Regions from separate parts of the Sus scrofa genome. Here region 1 is linked to region 2. A link is a contact called in public HiChIP or PLAC-seq data. All regions are on one chromosome and are shown on one strand. Each heading gives the region's core, a stretch centred on a gene start, on an enhancer-like site or on the middle of the called end of the contact. The rest is flanking DNA. Distances are from core to core; before and after follow the strand shown.

The links. HiChIP or PLAC-seq counts read pairs in DNA pulled down with a chosen protein or histone mark.
Region 1: a contact with region 2 is called in an H3K27ac HiChIP or PLAC-seq map of alveolar macrophages. The contact joins two enhancer-like sites. A contact is called at or near these places in 2 of 47 Hi-C or Micro-C datasets (fetal liver and omental adipose tissue) and 1 of 2 datasets of contacts at active chromatin or transcription factors (alveolar macrophages).

What each region holds. Positions count from the first base shown.
Region 1 is chr17:35,687,691-35,691,314 of Sscrofa11.1, forward strand. It overlaps CCM2L (cerebral cavernous malformations 2 protein-like), which reads left to right. Exons shown (of 10, transcript XM_021077713.1): 9 at 516-665; 10 at 1,506-2,685. The coding sequence ends at 629. Among named protein-coding and RNA genes, the nearest start is that of CCM2L, 18 kb to the left of the region's middle. Within about 2 kb of position 2,066, at least 14 of the 83 cell types and tissues checked have an H3K27ac peak or open chromatin away from gene starts, as enhancers often do. A contact at or near this core is called in alveolar macrophages, where this site is marked.
Region 2 is chr17:35,486,181-35,489,855 of Sscrofa11.1, forward strand. No RefSeq gene overlaps it. Among named protein-coding and RNA genes, the nearest start is that of MYLK2, 12 kb to the right of the region's middle. Within about 2 kb of position 1,966, at least 16 of the 83 cell types and tissues checked have an H3K27ac peak or open chromatin away from gene starts, as enhancers often do. A contact at or near this core is called in alveolar macrophages, where this site is marked.

The DNA of each region.
Region 1 (3,624 bases), core at 816-3,315, 200 kb after region 2:
CAAGAGTTAAGAAGGTTGTCACCTACCCAGCATCAAAGAGCTGATCAGTGAAGGGGCCAAGAATTTGAAATCTGGCAGCTTGAGTGCACATCCCGCACTTAGATGCATCCCAAGGAGTCTGGATGGCCCCGAATAGGCCGGGGTGTGAGAGGAGGACTGGGCCAGATACACCCTTAGAGAGGGCTCTGGGTTATTTATTTGTTTGTTTGTTTGTTAGGGCCACACCCTCAGCCTATGGAAGCTCCCAGGCTAGAGATGGAATCAGAGGTGCAGCTGCAGGGCTATGCCACAGCCACAACAACACCAGATCCGAGTCACATCTGCAACTTACACCATAGCTCATGGCAACACCAGATCCTTAACCCACTGAGCAGGGCCAGGGATCGAACCGCATCCTCATGGATACCAGTCGGGTTTGTTTCCGCTGAGCCACAACGGGAACTCGCGGCTCTGGGTCTTTTAGACAGGGGTTGGAGGGCTTGGGGTGTGTTGCTCTTGGGACTAATCTCAAGCAGTGTCCCCACAGCTGCGGAGTAAGCTGGGGCCCCTTGAGATACAGCAGTTTGCACTGCTGCTGCGGGAGTACCGGCTGGGGCTGCCCATCCAGGACTACTGCGCAGGCCTACTGAAGCTCTACGGGGACCGGCGCAAGTTCCTCCTGCTTGGTGAGCCCCTCATCCAGGCTGGGAGGGTTCGCTCCCTATCCTGCAGCCAACATCATGAGATCAATGAGGCATGGGAGGAAACCAAGGTGCAGGGAGGGGAGGTGACTGCAGTCACTGAGCTGGGAAAGAAAGCACAGGTATAGCCGTCTCACCTTCACAGCAAAGCAGTGATCCTTCCCATTTTACTCCGTGAGAATTCTGAGGCTCCGTGAGGGGACAGAACTTGTCCACGGTCACAGAGCTAGTGAGGAGGGCTGATGATAACAGCAACAGGACTGGTGATATTAATAAGTTAACATATATTTGGCGGTTACCCTGTGCCAAGGATCATCTCATTGAATGCCCTCGGTTCTGGGAAGCTGTAACTATTATTTGCCTTCATTTTGCAGGTGAAAAAACAAGCTTAGAGAAGCAAAGTACATAAGTCACAAAGCTAGTAAGTAGCGACAGAAGTCAAACAGAAGTCAAAGGGAGCACTCAGTGTATGCTAAGTACCTTATTTAATCCTCACAGCCCTACCGGGAGAACAGAAAAGGTTGTCTCAGTGCTACAGGTGTGACAAGTAAGGCTCAGTGTAATTACTCAAGGAGGGTTACACAACTAATACATGGGAACGTAACCACTGAGGCAATAATAATAACAATAATAAGCTAACATACAGTGAGCATTTGCTGTGTGCAGAGCATTATGCCATTATTCTCTGGCTCAGAGACTCGTGCAAGACCACCCAGCCCACAAGTGGCAGGTGGAGATCTGAACTCCACTCTCCAGGGAAGGTGGTTCCTCCGTGAGAAAGGAAGGGTTGACCCCCGAGGACTCACCCTGCTCCCCGGCCCACAGGGATGCGGCCCTTCATCCCGGACCAGGACATCGGCTACTTCGAGGGCTTCCTGGAGGGTGTGGGCATCCGCGAGGGTGGCATCCTCACCGACAGCTTCGGCCGCATCAAGCGCAGCATGAGCTCCACGTCGGCGTCCGCCGTGCGCAGCTACGATGGCGCGGCCCAGCGGCCCGAGGCGCAGGCCTTCCACCGGCTGCTGGCCGACATCACGCACGACATCGAGGCGCTGGCCCCGGACGACGACGACAGCACGGACGAGGAGTCCCGGGGGTCCCCGGGCGGGGGCGATGCAGCCGAGGACAACTACCTGTAGCCTGCGCCGCCGCCCCTGAAAAGGGCGGGGAAAGGGTGGTCCCGCAACCCTGCCTCTGCGACTCGCTCACTCTGGCCTGTGGGACTCCATCCCCAGGGTCCCCTGCTCAAACCCCAAGGCTCCACCCTCCGGTGGTCTCTGTCCCTACCCTTGGGGCTCCGGGCCCTGCAGTACCGAGAATGTCCTGCAGAGGGCGGAACCCTAACAGGGACCGAGCAGCCCCTCTGCCCACGGGTGGGCTGCGAACTGCTTCGTCTCACTAGCCCGGAGGGATCGGGCACTCGCTCCTCTTCCAGACTCCGTGGCTTTCTGGAGGCCGAGGGATAGATGAAGAGTTGGCGCCACCTGCTGGCCGATTGAGAAAAGAATTCCCAGCGCCTGATGGCCTCTACTCCTCCTACTACACAGTTTAGGAAACCGCTTCAAAAGGAGAAGGAACTTGAAGGAGTCTCCTGATTCCCCTCAGATGTTACCTCAAACTGACTCTACTAGATAGTGTAGAGGGTATTTTTAAAGCTCTGAATCCGGGTCTCATCTTCCCAGATGGCAGAGATTAGATGGTCAGGGTAGAAAAGTAGTTTCTTTCTACTGAGAGTGGATCCCCGGGAGGATGATCTGTGTCCCGGTCCTGGTCCCAAGGCTCTGAACAAGCTGCTTGTTCAGATCTTGCATTTGGAGCTGGACAGACCTAGGCCTCCTCTGTGGTAGGGGTCCTGGCCTCCTGGTGCCTCCCATTTCCTCTGCTGACCCTTGAGTTGGTCCCACCCACCTCACAGGGGCTGGTCATAGGGATCCCTGAAGGGCAAGACCTGCTGGGTCCGGCACATGATAGATGCTCAATAAATGCTGTTCCTTTCCCCACTGAACACTTTCGGACTCAGTTTATTTGTCTTTACCCTGTGTGCACTGGAACAGGTGTTGAGGTGGGGGTGAGATGTAAGAAGACCCTCAGGGAGCTCCCAGTTTGAGAGGAGGACCTAGGACTTGCCCCTCACAGCTCTCTTATAGCCCGGCTCCCAGCTCAAGGACCACAGAGCAGTACTCAAGATTCCACAGACAGCCATCACATCCGGGATAGTCAAAGAAACCCGAAGACAGGGTTGGAGTGGGAGAGAATTCGGGGTAAGCACAGCCTCAGAGGCTAAAAGAAAGAAGCCCTGAGGACTTCCCATCATGGCTCAGCAGCAACGTACCCGACTAGTACCCATGAGGACTCGGGTTCGATCCCTGGCCTTGCTGAGTGGGTGAAGGAGCCGGCATTGCCGTGAGCTGTGGTGTGAGTCGAAGACGCAACTTGGATCCCACGTGGCTGTGGCTGTGGCTGTGGCCAGCAGCTGCAGCACCGATTCAGCCCCTGGCCTAGGAACTTCCATATGCTGAGGGTGCGGCCCTTAAAAGACAAAAAAGAAGAAGAAGGAGAAGAAGAGGAAGAAGACAAAGAGGAAGAAGGAGAAGAAGCAGCAGCCCTGAGAAGAAGCAAGAGAACTGCATAGAAGGGCTAAAATTTAGTTGTGAACTTCATGTGGGCTTCCATGGCCAGACAGGCTACTTACCATGAGGTAGGTAGGTAACTACTAACACCAACGTCAATATAATAGCATTGCTATTATTAGGGCTTAGGATCCAGAGAATTCCATGATTCATACTCAGTTCATGGTGAACGACCATCATAATTGGTCCATACAAGGCCTGTCTTTTTTTTTTTTTTTTTGTCCGTTTTTGTCTCTTTAGGGCCAGCACCCGCAGCAAATAGAGTTTCCCAGGCTAGGGGTCTAATCAGAGCTGTTGCCGCCGGTCTACACTGG
Region 2 (3,675 bases), core at 716-3,215:
GGCAAGAGAGAGTGTGTTACTTTAGACCAAATAGCTTTTAAAATGGAGATGCAGACATCCATTGTCTCTTACTTCCCAGAATGTCTCTCAGTTTCCCAGTGGCTGTCTACCTCTCAGTACAACCTGTCTAGTCAGTTCTTTCTTTCTACACCACTTCACATGACCTTCATTTTTCTAGTACAGCCTCCCATTTCTCCTGAAACTCAATCTTTGCTTTTCTTTTGCAGAGAAATTCAAGTTCTTTATCCCTTCAGGCCTTGTCCAGGAGGGAGCTTCTCTTTCAATTGTCAGAGGCTACCCCAGAATTTTCCTAAACAAAGAACATGCCCTCCAATAGGAATTTACTGAGTTCTGAGAAATCGGGCTGCCACACTTTGTTTGGCAAGTTGCAGAGCTCCTAGCACCTGCAGACATGCAGATTGTTGGAATTTCTGCAATACCTGAGAAGGACTGTGTTTTTAGTGTTGGGTTGTTTTTGTTTTTGTTTTTTTGCTTTTTAGAGCCACACCCACGACATATGGAGGTTCCCAGGCTAGGGGTCAAATTGGAGCTGTAGCCGCCAGCCTACGCCAGAGCCACAGCAACACCAGATCCGAGCCGCGTCTGCGACCTACACCACAGCTCACAGCAACACCAGGTCCTCAACCCACTGATCGAGGCCAGGGATCGAACCTGCAACCTCATGGTTCCTAGTCGGATTCGTTTCTGCTGCGCCACAACGGGAACGCCTTGGTGTTTTAACTTGTTATAGTTTCCCATTACTAATAGTCTTGTGCTGATTAATTAATACAAGGTCATCGTTCACTTTTACTTTGATCATTTTGTTCTTATGTAATTGCTTTGTTGCCATCTTGACTGCTGTTTTATTCCTTACCAGTTCTTTTCCATAGAATTTTGTCCTTAGAAAGTAGAGCTTGAGTAGTAGACAGGCTGCAGTGGCAGTTGCTCCAGCATTGAATAGAGGTAAGTCTAGACTTACACAATTGTAACACGAGATACGATGTAATTGAGTAATGTGAGACAGACAGATAAAACGCTTCAGGAGTTTAGAGATTCTTGGAGGTGAGATTGCAGTTCCTTTGGGGCGGGGGACATGCTTGCAGCATGCAGAAGTTCCTAGGCCAGGGATTGAACCTATGCCACAGCAGCAACAACACTAAGCTACCAGGGAACTCCGTTTCTGCAACCTACACCACAGTTCACGGCAATGCCGGATCCTCGGCCCACTGAGCAAGGCCAGGGATCGAACCAGCAACCTCGTGGTTCCCAGTTGGATTTGTTAACCACTGCGCCACGATGGGAACTCCAGCGTTTTCCTTTTTTTTATAGCAATGAGATTGTAGTATTATGCATTTCCTTTAATGTTAATTTGTTCTGTAAGTGTCGCACTTCATTCAAAATTCAAAAGCTACAAGTTCAGTTCCCACCCCAGATAGTGCTGCCAAGTATGTTCCCTTGCAGAGATGACTTCACCTGCTCCCTTTTGTTTTTCCATAAATAATGTCATAATTTATACTCTGTTCCTTGCTCTTTCATATGTTCTGCATTGAATGATGTGGTTCAGGTGCTACCTCAGGTGTGTACTAGCTTTCTGCCTGGCTGAAGTATGAAGCTTCTTATGAGAATCTAGTGACCTGAAGGCAGATGTCCAGTAGTGATGTCCAGTTCCTCTGTGTGATGTCCTGGGCTAATGACCTGAGGTCCCAAGGGCTTGAGGGCAGCTTGGCAATACCCAGTCTTTTAGCTCCCCCTGGCTTAGCTGAGCCTTGGGGGCTTATTGGCTTGAGTATCCGGTCGGACCTGTATATCCCCTTCGGTAGCTCTTGACATGCTTCCTTTTCAGTTCCTTTCTGAATCTTGACTGCTGGAGAAGTTCCTCATTGCTGAGAGTAGCAGTTAAAAAAGCTGTCAGCCACGTGGCCGGGCTCCTATTTCTGCACAGCCAGGCTGAGTTATAGCTTGGTGGTGTGGATCCAGGTAGGAGTCGGTCAACATTCTGAATCCTGAGCTGCCATCTGCCTTGCAGCCTGCTGGGATGCTCAGTTTAGACAACATATAAAGTTTCCTGGGTATGGGACAAACCCAGGCCTATGGAAAGAGCAGGAAGGTTAAAGTGTGCAGTACTTTGAGCAGTGACGAAGGCGTAACCACGGAGCTGACATGTTTGCTCCAATGCCAAGAATTCCAGGACAATTTGTTATCCAGCTAAAGCCAGTGTAGTTGCTATAAAAAAGAAGCCTGGGGACAAACACTTTTTCCTTGTTTTTTGTATTCCTGCATACCCACTCTACTTTCTGTAGCAAAGGTTACGGATGTCAAAACCAGAAATACCTCATCGTATTTGCACTTCTCTTTCTTGCAAGAGAATAAGAGGCTGGGCTCACGTCAAAGCATGACTCTTAAGCACTGAAGGTTATCAGCAGCTTCCTGAAAGGGCTTGACAAATGCTGACATTTTACTCCGAGAAACTATTGTTGCAGGGGCTTAGGAAAATACTAGGTTTTGTCAAGAATTATTTCACCAGACTGCCTAGCCCTAAAGCATCAATTGCCTTCTCTTCTTTTCTTAAAATTTTATGACACAGAAAGGAAATAAAAACTTGGCCTGTCTGATCTGCCTAAACCCATGTCGTTTGAGACTGGTATCCCAGAACCTCACAGGCAGGTGTATGAATGGGCTAAAAATTGTTGCCTACCTTATTTTGGTACCAGTGATATTCTCAGGACTCCTTTCAGGAGCAAGGGTGGGAGATGTAGTTTTCAGTGGGTCAAATACTAAACAATGAGTAGTTGTAAAATACAATAGGAAAAGCAGTTTGGGGCAGCATTGTTACGCTTAGTGGCGAGGAGCGATGAAAAGTCAGTGGCCTTACGCTGACATACTCCCTAAAACTTTAGTGTGTTTTTCTACAGTGTAGAGTTTTTCTGACATACAAAGTATTCCTTTTTTTCATTTTGCATAGTATTAATGCAAATATTTTTCCCGTATTGTTGCATACTCTGAAAATACCAATTCTAACAGCAGCATATTGTTCCTGTGTTCTGAGTTTGCTTCTCCCCATTGAAAAGGTTTGTTTCGCAAAAGATTTTTCTAGGCTATTTATAGGACAGATTTCTTTGTCCCCCTAATGTATTATGTCTGTCTCTAAACTTTAAATGGCTGTTTCAAACCACTTAGTCAATCTTTGTAATTCAATTAAATTATTAAAATGTAAGTCCCTCCCAAAAGCATAGTCAATGACGACATTCTGGCATACACACTTGCACACTGGAAAGCTCTCTTTGGCCGACCTGATGTCAGTGTAACTGGCACTGGTGCCCAGCAGAAGAGTTCACCGGCATTTAGCAAAGCCTTTCTGGAGAGAATTCTAGGTATGTCGTTTTAAAGTCTTGGAATTCTACATCTTAAGACAGACGTACACGGGGGGTGGCTGTCTCAGAGCCTGGAGATCAGATTTGAAAGGAAACGCCCTTTGTCTTTCTTAACTCTAGCTGGGCTGCGGTGTGTCTTGGGAAGAGTAGAGGCAGGGAATATAATCCACCTCCTGGCACTGGCACACCGGCTGACCTTTAACAAGGCACTCCCTTTTTCTGGACCTCAGTTTCCATATCGTCAAAGAGGTGACTGAATGAGAAAAATAAATAAGGCTCTTTCAGCTGGAATGTTTTCAGCTTT